Linked DNA regions of Gadus morhua: region 2 is linked to region 1. The links are chromatin contacts, called in public Hi-C maps. All regions are on one chromosome and are shown on one strand. The core of a region is the stretch at or near the end of the contact, and the rest is flanking DNA. Distances in the headings are between cores, read along the strand shown.

Evidence for each region. Hi-C and Micro-C count contacts between places; a contact is called where the count stands out from the background.
Region 2: a Hi-C map of spleen shows a contact between it and region 1, with 2.7 times the contacts expected there. The contact joins the promoter of emp2 here to the promoter of snrnp70 in region 1. A contact is called at or near these places in 4 of 6 Hi-C or Micro-C datasets (blood, gill, heart and 1 more).

The regions. Positions count from the first base shown.
Region 1 is chr2:26,655,124-26,661,328 of gadMor3.0, reverse strand. It overlaps snrnp70 (small nuclear ribonucleoprotein 70 (U1)), which reads left to right and starts at 3,734. Exons shown (of 12, transcript XM_030337470.1): 1 at 3,734-3,991; 2 at 4,436-4,589; 3 at 4,675-4,792; 4 at 4,889-4,953; 5 at 5,037-5,099; 6 at 5,220-5,301. The coding sequence starts at 4,443.
Region 2 is chr2:27,034,439-27,040,643 of gadMor3.0, reverse strand. It overlaps emp2 (epithelial membrane protein 2), which reads right to left and starts at 4,772. Exons shown (of 5, transcript XM_030376438.1): 1 at 4,613-4,772.

The DNA.
Region 1 (6,205 bases), core at 2,485-4,984:
AACCACGGTTTAAGGGAAAGTTCACTCCTGATATTCACTATTATTTAAGATTTGTTTTTTAAGAAATGCTTTCAGAGGGACACAATTTGTTTGCTGCAATATGCTTGTTTTTTTATTTATCTCAAAGAGGTAAGTATTTCAGTACTTCCTCTCAACTACACCAACGGGGCTTTGAATTATTTATATGCAATTCAGAAGTGTGCTGCAATGGTCACCCTGGCCCTGTTCTAACAACGATCTAAACGGCCTGGATCAGCTCACTGTGTGCAGTTATACCATTGTGCATCACATGTTTATTCTCGTGAGACCGTCTAGATATTTTCGTTTGGCGTTTGGTCATGAATATCAGTCTGTCTCTAGCTGGGGAGCAATGGATTTCAAAATATGCTGCATACACGTTGCACATTGAATAAATAATCAGTGGCCAGGTTAAACCAGCCGTCTGCACACACACTCGGGAGATCTCCTGGATGAACCTTTGCAATAAACCGGGATTGTAACACAACTAACCTGCAGCCTTGGTTTAGAGGAGCCCAACATGTCTTACCTAGATGGAATGGGGCAGACACATAGATGGCTTGTACTAACAGATTGTGCTGCACTTATGTTGTTTAAAGACATCCAGTTAATGGGAGTGATGCTCTTGATCTTTTCGATACTGCCGAACACTGTTGCAAGTTAAGCAAAAAATAATTTGAATAGCATCAGTGCAGTTTTCTGTTGATCTTTTAACAAAGTTTTTCAGTCTATTTTGACAAAAAATAGTTTTGAGAGTTCTGCGGAATGCTGCATTTTCCTTGGGCGCTGACATAGTTTCTTTGGAGCAGACTGTGGTGCTTCTTGTTCTTCATGAACTCACACTCCCCAGGGAATGGGATGGTCTCACGAGGAAAGAACCAAGTCTAAATTAAGCATTCTATGTTAGTGGGTAAAGCACCATCCACATTGCTGAAAATACTGCTTAACACAGCCATAAAAGTAATCTTCCCACATCTAGTGTTCGCTTGTAGTGGTACTTGCTGGATCTGTGAACGTCTTAGATTAATCGTATGCATTTTTTTTTCTTGGATTTTAGTCTGCAGTGTTGGTTGTTAAGACAGCTTTGGAAGGAAAACCCTGCTGTATTTCTCCCTCACACGCCGCTGGGTGAAGACGCCAGAGAGTCAGAGAGAGCGTTGAGTGGTCAGAGAAATGATTGAGTGGCTGGAAGTGGAACTTGGCACTGTTACCCCCATTGTGTGCATGTTGCTGTCTTGTTGTCCCTCTGTCATCCTGTGCAAGTTCCAGTCCATTCTCCAGTCTCATCGTTTTCCCGCCTCTAACAATCTGCTACTCCGGCTCCACCAATCAGCTCATCCACCTCATTATATTCCAGCAATGGGAGGCCTGCCACAACCATTTATAGACAGCTTGCTAGTCTCCCTTGCTTGATTGCTCCTTTTGGTGTGCTAACGATAACCATGCTCATGCATTTACTAAGAGCTTCAACGGGATGGTTCGATTATTTGTCGTTTTATATATATTATATAAAATATTGTCCATTGCTTTCCCTCCCCCCTACTTGTGTCTAGTGAACAGTGTGTGGTGTGTTCCTATAAGCCTGATCCTTTGTCATTTCTTTGTTGCCACCTTGTGGTCTTGGGATAGGTAAGGAATGTACACCTCTGGCCTCCATAGACTTGCAACACGTAGAACTGTTTTCTGTTTGGATATATAGGTGAGTGTTGTTACCAACTGTGATTTTGGGTTTGTATCATTCACAACAAGAGCCAAAGGCAGGCTATTATTTCCAAGGGAAAAGTGGATATCAGGAATATAATTATCAGGCATTTGAAATTAGATTAGATACAGCTTTATTATTCCCCCGTAGGTGAAATTAGTTTGTTGCAACAGCCCAGCAGCAGTGGAAAAACACAGGATAAAAATACAATAATGCTGACAATGACAATGCTGCATTAAGTTGAAATGTGATATTTTGAGTCAAGTAGATATAATTGAGGCGATCCATGGGATTTTGACTTTACTGTATCGAATGTGCATTTTAATAAAAAAAGAATACAAAGGTACGAAATACAGCATGTTTGGCTCAAGCTTACAAACAATGACCTAGCATGACAACAACATCATTGTGCATGACAAATTATAGATGGAAAAGGATGTTTGATTTTAAAAGATGAGCCATGTGTTACTTGACAAAAAAATCTTGTTGATAAAACTCCAATGCTAAAATGATGATTAAACAATACCCGTGTCTATTTTTTATTGACTGGGGTGAACTCAAGAGTAATAATGTAGCTCTGCCTGAGCTGAAGGCGTGCACTGTCCCTCGGTCAGTGACATCCTTCTTATCAGTGTAAGAACCCTGTCACCACACCGCATTGAGATGAGAGTGGAACGTTCACAAACTGGTTGGTGGAGACCTGGGATAATACTCCTGTTTTCTCTAACTGACAGTCTGTTTGGACTGGAGTTACAGTGATACAATGGCATAGACTACTCTGTTAAAGATCGTATAAGCAAGGGGATGTAAGCTTCATTGCAAAAGGGCCCCAGGGCGAACAAATCTAGCCTTGGATATAAGCACTAACCACATTTTAAACAAAACCCAAAACCTTAACAAATGAATACTGTCAACCCACATGCTCGATATGGAGCCATATGTGACCTGTCTAATGAAAATGTATAAAAAATATAACATCATCCATCTTTTGCCAAAGTACGCTCTAATGACTCAGCTGAAGAGCTGAGCGGTTGTTTGGATGCCCCTGAAGGGGACTTATTCCTCAGTGACCAGTTTACCGATAATAACCCTGCCCTGCACACACCTTTACTATCACCTAAACCAAGTTCCTTGAGTGTGTGACACATCGCCCAACTAGCCACCTAGTTTACAGCTTCCTTGACCTCAAGGCCAGTCAGACTACGGAGCTGTGTCTGGGAGGTAGGGCAGGAGCCGGCAGCATAGGGCCTTTCTTCGAGCCAGTTGTCACGAAGTGGCAGGAAGTGGAACAGATCACTAACTTTAAATACCTGGTAGTGGCTCTGTCTCCTCAAGAAACCTCGGAGCTCAATGCCAGCGAAGACACCACGACCAGGGTCTGTTTACAGGTCCCACTGAGAGTGTTCTCATCGCTAACACCGTCTCCTGCTATTGGAGCAAGATCACTGGAGACAAACAATTACTACTCCAGAACCTATGCAAGATCCATCATCAAAAAATCCACCCAGGTCTGTAGCACCCCGTCCTACTCCTTCACTCAGTATTCCATCTGTTGCTGCTGCTGCTTCTGTAATTAATGTAAATAATGTATCATAGGTCATCTTCACTGTCTGTACAAGATCTGTCTATATGATATTGGGTACTGTCTGTTTTTTTTAAACGTATTTACTGGGTTACCATTACCAGATTGCCGAAGCCAAATTTTCTTTATGTAAATTGAATGGACAATTGTTTTTCTTATATTATCTTGTAGTTATGCTTTAAAAAACGCTTCCTCCTTTTTCAGTTTTTTCATTATTGGTTTTATACTTGGTTTTCATTGTAATACTTTTTCTAATTACATTCATTGAATGTGTCTTTATTATAATTTATTATTTAGGATTCGTTGCATTTATATTTTGTGGTTTGTTTTGTAAATGACACATCATTTATATGAATTACTCCAATAATTATGTCATGTCATAAATAAAAAAAAGCTTTATGAATAACCACAAGTGTTAAATACGACGGCAGTGTAATCTGCCTTCCGGAGGGGAGGGGCCATGTCCGAATGTTTTTACGTCAGGAACATTGACTTCACGGCACCGCGCCATTTTAATCGAAGAACAAGCGGAATTGAACACATTTACCACGCTACCCCACTAGGATTAAATGCCTGTGCGGCTCCCGTAAATTCATTCGAATTGATACAACTTTACGCAGAAAAGAGGAGCTGAACTACTTTATTAAGATCCATACCCGATTCTGGTGGAGGAAACTGGATGGTTTGAGGTGAGAATTGGCTATTCCCGTCATGTGCGGCCCTTTGAGCTAGCTAGCTACGCTAATGTAGGGTTAGCCGGCTAGCTAGTGATCGTCGAGGACACAATGTAGCTCTTAATGTCATAAGCTATATATATTCGTTGTTTTGGGAAATGCATAATCATATTTTTTAACTAGATCGTGTTTAAGAAATCGAAATACATAATCAAAACATGTTTACCTTCTAGTTAACATTATCATAGCCTTACGCGAATGAGCTAGTTCTGCCAGACTGTGTCCAGTGAGTGATTTACGTTAGGAAGTGGGAAGTATAAAGGTTTTGGTTTGGGCCCTCGGTTTTACATTGATCATTGCAGTTTGGAGAGTACCAAAATTAGTCAGCTAGAAAGACTGTAAAACCTAACGTTGTACCATAATCTAAAGTCGCACATGTTGTGTCCGGATGTTCCCTAGGTAAAAGATGACGCAGTTTTTACCCCCGAACCTGCTGGCACTCTTTGCCCCGCGGGATCCCATTCCTTTTCTGGCCCAGCTAGAGAAGCTCCCCCATGAGAAACACCACAACCAACCCTACAGCGGCATAGCGCCGTTTATAAGGCACTTCGAGGTAAGGATACGTTTATGGTTGGATAGTTATCCTCGGATAGAATATTGTCCCTGATGTTAATGTTATGTTATTAATTTGTGAATAGGATCCCAGAGATGCCCCTCCACCAACAAGAGCAGAAACTCGTGATGAGCGACTGGAGAGGAAGAGACGAGAGAAGATTGAACGAAGACAAACAGTTGTGGAGACCGAACTCAAGCTTTGTAAGTTTGCATGGGGACTGTTTAATGATCTTGCTGGAGACAATTTCATTCAGTTAAACATTCCTAACGTTTGTTCTTATTCACCCATCCCTCTAGGGGATCCACACAATGATCCAAATGCGCAGGGGGATGCATTCAAGACATTGTTTGTTGCACGAGTGGTAAGTGTGTTTGTACCGGTCACTTAAAAATGTCTGTGCAAAGTATCCATGACAGAGATTTAATCTTTATGTTCCCCTTCCAGAACTACGATACCACAGAGTCTAAGCTACGACGTGAATTCGAAGTTTATGGGCCTATTAAACGGGTAAGATGCGACTATTGTTCAGTGCCTCCTTGATATTCTTGACCATGCCAGTGATTCTTCTGTTTTCTCTTTGACATGTGGTGTAATCTGTGGTTTGTTCATTTGTGTTTTTTCCTTCAGATCTACATAGTCTATAACAAGAGGACGAGCAAGCCCAGAGGTTATGCTTTCATTGAGTACGAACACGAGCGGGACATGCACTGTGAGTACCCACTGCCGACACTAATTCTCAAACCTCAACACATGAGCAAGACTTGGACCTACAGCATTCAATCCGATTATATACACACACGCACAGAAGTTTTGCTTATAGATACCCTTTGTCTTTTCATCAGCTTCACATTTTGAAGCAGGATCTATTATTTGTGGTTTGCTTGCCCTTTGCAAGTGTAAACTATTAGATCCAACGTAAACATGATGTTTTTGAAAGCAACTAATACAATTAGTTGAAGTACATTTAGCGTTGTTCAAATTCGATGGGCTTGTGTCTTGTCTGGTGTGTTTTTTTTCGAGCTGACTAATAGCCGTGTGATTTTGGAGGGGGCAATGCGCTGAAGTAGTCCCACCTTTTGTGGTCATTTCAGTCAGCGCTTAATGACTTCGGAATGTTTCCGACCTGAGTTTCTGTAAACCTGAACGTCTTTGCCTGTCGACGGGTTCTTTTGAAATGCTTTGCGTGGTAGTTCTGGAAGAGCAGGTCTCCTGGTGGGAATCCCAATGGTAAGCCCAAGGTCAAATTGGTCGGCAAGCATAAAAATTGTGTTTTGAAGAATGGCGTTGGCACAAGTTGTCTTGTTTTATAACTTATCCATTTCGTGTTTTTATAATATTTAGCAGTGGTTTCAACCCTGGTCATGTTGAGCTTAGTTCTCTTTTCTATCAATACATCGCTACCCTGTCTTGTCTCCTGAGGCATCAGTAGGCCAAAGTGTATGTAAATTGACACAATGCGCCAGCCATCCCCAACGGTTCTCATTAGGGGTGTAACGGTACACGTATTTGTACCGAACCGTCACGGTACAGGCACTTCGGTGTGGTTACAGAGGCGTACCGCGGTTCGTAAATGTGGCGTACATAGCGTTAATATGGCGACTGTAAAGGCTTGT
Region 2 (6,205 bases), core at 3,523-6,022, 380 kb before region 1:
TCATATTGAAAAAGCACATAAAAAGCAAATAATACTAACACTTGTAAACTACACTTTATAAAAGTCGTTGATTTGTTGATTCATTAGCACGCAGCACTCATGAGTGAATGGACAGATGTGACGACTGATTCAGATTCACTGTTACAGCGTCCCGCCGGTTAGCCAGGTGTTTAACGTGTGAAGAACCCTCCTGTAACCCTGCAGAGCCGTAGACCACGCTGTCCGAGTGGCCGGGACAACAACCGCCAAGTCTCAGTCATCTCTGAGGTCGACTTTGAACACATGAACGCCACCATGGAACACACCGCTGTCACCCGAAGTGATTCTGTTGGGTGCAACTAGCCCAAAAACATTTAAAGATGTACTAAGAATGTGGTTAAGATAGTACGGAGGCGGTTGTATGCTAAGGAAAGCAATTTGGACCACAGCCTTGTTTCCTATGTTATATTCTCCGTTTTTCTTTTTATAAACTATGACATGGTTTGTAGCATTTGGAAAAGTTTAGGGCCGACCATAGTGAGAGCGTGGGCCACGAGGCTTCACAACTAGACCTAGAGGTCTGCCTCGGAACTGCAGTCTGTCCCCAAAAGCATTTCTTCATTTAGACGGTCTACAGAAGAAAAGAGAGAACTCACCACACACACAAACCAGTATTCACTGGCTTTGACCACAAACAAATTCACACCACTACAAACGTCTGCCAGAACAATGGTTCACGATGCTAGGGAGCGAGACAGAGGGAAATGTCTGAAAAAAAGGTGCATACTGTGTGTGTTTGTGTTTGTGTGTGTGCGAGGGCGATAGACAGATGAATAATGATGAGTGGGAGAAACACTCATAGTGGCGCCGAATCACAGCTCCAAATACACAAGTATATCCATTTGGCAGCAAATATCGAACAAACAAGGGGTTGTAGTTCGGTAGTTGGAATGACGTGGGAAGGCTTGTTATGGCAGATCGACTGTCCGAACCGATGGTCATTTAGCATCGTGGGCTATCTAGCCTCCACATTTTGGCACAGCAATCGTTGGCGTGTCAGACAGACAGACAGACAACAGGCATGCCTCTTCTCCACTCAGCCTTATGATGGAGGAGGAGGGGGGGTGGCTGGCTAACTGTGCAAATTAACTGTGTGTGTGTGTGTGTGTGTGTGTGTGTGTGTGTGTGTGTTTGTGTGTGAAAAATGCTGACTTAATGTCTATTTTTTTCTCTTTTCATAAAACACAAAGCCACAGAGTCTCTGGGCCTCTTAGTCTCATTCTACTCCCATATCTTTCTATCTCACACTATCTCTTTCTCTCTTTCACTCTCTTTCTCTCTCTTTTTTTTCTCTCTCTCTCTCTCTCTCTCTCTCTCTCTCTCTCTCTCTCTTCCCCCCCCCCCTCTATCTCAAAAAAGTCAGCTTCAGATTTGTCCCCTTTTGTGCTTCGGTCACAGGTCATTGTGAGATACATTAACATAGTTTACAGACCGACACTCAGCCTGTGGGGGAAGAAACAGAAACAGCCACAGGTTACAAGCAGCTCAACACGTGCCGCTGTCTCCCTGCGGGGCAGAAGGCTGTCGGGGTCCGTCTATGTAAGGAGATGGGGACGAGCATAGCAAGGCACCTTTGACATGCATTTACTGCTAGCTAGCTGCCATACCAGTCACACAACGTCTCCCTGCTCCTAAACACACCTCACACGTACAGAGTGCAGTCTGTTCCGTATCCATCGGACCGTTTGGTTCTTTTGGGACAGTTTGTTAAACATAATGTTAATTACTTACTTATCACAGACGTATACAGAAGAACCACACCAACCAACGGGGCAGTTTCAAATACAGTTTTTATTTGTGTTTGGGGGGCCTGTTTGTGTGCGTGCGAGTCTGTGTATACACAACAACAACGGTCCCCTGTCTTATTTTTACATAAAACACAAATAACAGAGCTTATCCTGGAGCTAGGCCAGTGACCACACAACCGGGAAGCTGTGTGGTCACTGGTACACACACACGCATGCACGCACGCACGCGCGCACACACACACACACACACACACACAGACACAGACACAGACACGCACACGCACCGGGTTTTGGGTGCTGCGTTGTTACCACAACAGTGCAACTATTTCAGTGCTCCCAGTAACTCCACAATAAAAGCGTGAGACACATCTCTGAAAAACATGATGTCTGGCAATTCCACTTTCCTAAATGAGAGGAAGAATGTTGAGAGAATGATGAAGGACGTGGAATTTAATTTGGTAACTACTTCAGCAGATTTGCAAACCGCAGGGGGTCCACTGGTGATTTAGCCGTTTGTGGCTCAAAGCCAGAAACAGAGAGGCAATTTCCTAGATTGGGGACAGAGCGAGGGGTCCCAGAGTTCAGGAGCTTCAATGGGAAGTATCTTCCCCGGAGGCCACCAAGAAACCAACCGACAATATGTCATGCTCAGATCTGTTAGTACTATAATTATTAAATATGAAAACCTGCAGTGTTGCGGTTGCTTTTCAATTAATCTTTCTTGTGTGTTAAATCATTTCATTTCGAATGCATCAACAACGGATTGAGTAACGGTTTGGTGCACCACTATCTATCAAGGACCATGAGATGTTCCACGGTTCTTGGTTCTGTAAAACCAGACCTCCACAATCCAAAGTGTTGAAAACTAATGTCAGTGGCCTTCCCGCTCATCATCTCATCGGTCGTCACAGTTCGGTCTCCGTCCCTACACGTTTATACATGAAGGTTACATGAGAGTTCCTGGGGGTGTGGCTTGAAAGGAAGCACCTCCAGGAGGTCCTCAAACCTGATGGCTCTGTGATGTTCCTCCACCACAATAGCCCTCAACGTGGCTGCACAAAGGCTGTGAGGAGGGGGTTGACGGAGGGGCTGGAACAACAAAGAGGTGGGTGCTGTTTTGTTTGGGTGGAACTTGAAACCTACAATCTGACCATTGGTGTTTGGGGACCAGTTTCTCGTCGTGGGTTTGGTTCACTGCAGAACCCTGAACCTAACCCTAACCCTAACACTAACCCTAACCACATTCTAAGAAGAGACACAACTTTAAACAAATGTCTTTGTCAATTTAAATACCCTGAGGATAACTAATAAAATAAATTAAAAATGATGATGATCTTAACGAATCGTACGTTGATTTCATCCGTGAGACTTTAATTTAGTCCTGGAGACAGAGTGGGGCTGACATTGTGGTTACGTGCAGCACAGCAAGACGTCCTCTGTCTCCACTGTGCATGCACCACATTCTGTCTGTCATCAGCACATGTTTGCATTGGAGCCGTCCAACACTGAGTCCTTGTGGCCTACGTCGGGCCATCTTTTAGCCATGCCGAGGTGTAATGAGGTTATGGACGTTCACATCACACTGCACACATTGTGAAGGAGAAGGAAATGTACATTCTTGGAATACAGAATGACATGCAATTGTTGTGTGTGTGTGACGTGTGTGTGTGTGTTTGTTTGTGTGCACTCGGAGGCTTTTGTAAATTTTCCACTGGTTGTCGTGGTAATGTGTGACATAACCATATCAATCATCGTTAATAACTAATACAAATAATCTGTATTATAATAATATGTAAAAGATATTGCCTAAAATGGGGCATAAATGTGATGTTTCAATCTAATGCTTATGGCTCAGTCAGCCTACGCTAAGATGGAAAAGTATCAAAAATGTGGCTTTTTCGTGTCATAAATATGTTTGTTTGGGTTTTACAAAGTCTCATTTGCCGAGTGGAATCTATAGCATCAATAACATGATCGGGACTTAGATGGCAAATTAATCAATCAATTCAGAAATGAAGCTTTCTCTGTGTCCTTTGAACCAAGTGATAAATTCAGACATTAATCTTTTCTCTGCGTCCTTCTGTGTTATGGGTTCCAATTTACAACGCAGGGGGGCGCCATACTAAAAAACATATACCTCGTAAACCACGTTGGCTGAAGTGCTCGCATAACTTTCCAAAAGACGGCATGGAGCGTTTCCCAAGCTGTTGGGGCACCATGGGTAGGCCTTTCGTGTGTTTTATTTGTGATAATATCCTAATATCTGTAGGCGTACGTGATAACATCGAAATAATCTCTCTCTCTCTCTCTCTCTCTCTCTCTCTCTCTCTCTCTCTCTCTCTCTCTCTCTCTCTCTCTCTCTCTCTCTCTCTCTCTCTCTCTCTCTCTCTCTCTCTCTCTCTCTCTCTCTCTCTCATATTCAGGCACGCACGCTCGCACACACACGCACACGCGCGCTGTAAAAAGCATTGACAGGAAGGTAGAATAGTATAGTAGAATAGTATGGTATAGTAAGTCGAGCGCGACTTGAAAAGAACGCCCCTCCAGCGACCCATAAAATAAATAAAACAAATATACTTTCACCTTATTTGTTAGGAGGCAAGGACAAGAGACGACAACAACACCTTAGGATAGGTTATGAGGCAAGAACTAAAGACGACAACAACACTCGCTCCACACCGTTAACTGGCTGTAGGCGAGCGCTGGCGACGTGCTGATATGAAAGTTTTGCACGTGAAAGTCCCGCATGCCATGAAGCTTTGCACGAGAAATAAAGTATGCAGTACTAGGTTAGATCATTAAAACAAAGTAGAATAACGACTCACCCGCTCATTGACCAGAGGGAAGACCAAGCAACGCAGTGATGGGGACTTTAGCGGGACTGGGAGAGAGTAGGAGGTCGGCGGCGATTCCAATGACTAGGAAACCAAACGTGACCGAGGGCCAATTGCGATTCTCGTAGTAGCTTGCTCGTAGCTTGTCGGGGACGCGCGCGTCCGGCTCTGTCCGAGCCTCTGGGTGTGGTTTAAAATTAAATATTGGGAGGAGACGTGTTTGTGTGAGTGTGTGCGTGTGCGTGTGGACAACGTCGACACATGAGAAGTAGGCCTATATGTTGACCCGAGTCTAAACTCGGACTAGGGGCATAATGGGAGCGTGTAAAAGCAGCGAACCATTATTTAAACTCCAGGACACGAGAGTATTTTAATTAACCCCGGCCGCGAATGAAAATGTTAATCCTGAAGAGGAGTAAAGAAACGTAAAGAAGGAATCGTTGGACTATGAAATTAAAAAATAATTAAGAAAATTATCTTTATTTTTTCAGCGTTCTTCTCTGCTTCCCCCCTGATCACTCTTTGAATTGGACGTTATTTGCAGGTCGGCTTTAGCACTTCCAGTAGGTATTTCATGTGGTATACAAGCTTGCTATGCCAATACGAGGAAAAACAGACGGGCAGACAGACAAATATACAGACAGACAGATAAATGAATAGAGATAGGTGAGGGATATTGAGTTGCCAGGGTGAAGGTTCTCACAGAACTGCTTTCGTTCACAAACACATAAACCCCTTCACCCTCTCCCCTTTACACAATCACACACACACACACGCGCACGCACACACGCACGCACGCACACACACACACACACACACACACACACACACACACACACACACACACACACACACACACACACACATATATGCACACACACACCCACGGAGAATGCATGCACGCACATGCAATGAAGCACAGATGCAAGCACACACACACACACACACACACACACACACACACACACACACACACACACACACACACCGACTCTGTGTTTGCCACTTAAGGATGAACATTGTGTGGCTGCACGACAGAAGGAATTGATGGAATCTGGCTGGTTGGCTGACCATGCTGCAATGTGTGACTCAATTAAGGGAAGACACATTCATCCATTCATGAATTAATTTATCCATCCATCCACCTCACCCATACATTGGAAAATGTATGGGTGATTCCTTTAGTCGGACTTACTCTCCCCAACTAACATCACCACTCACTTTCCATCGGCTTCTCTTATAAACCCAGCTCTAGTTTGGATTGGTTTTGTTGCGGTCGTTTAGGGGGACACACCGAGGGTCAGACCGCCGTTGCGTGGTTGGCCAAGGAAATCTCTCTTCCTCTTTTGGACCAAATCTTCAGATAGTGTCGGAAGTTACTTTTGACAGTTACATCCCTACGGCTGTTGAACTGTGTAACCGAGTCATGTCTTATGTTGAAGGAGGGGCGGGGGGTCCACAGGCATTGTGTCGGACACGACAAAGACACGAAGCCTAGGAAGTCATCAAGTCTCTTGAATAGAGAAACCATTTTTTGCATGATGAGGGATTGAGTGGTTATAGATCCTCTGCAGTCCAGTAAAG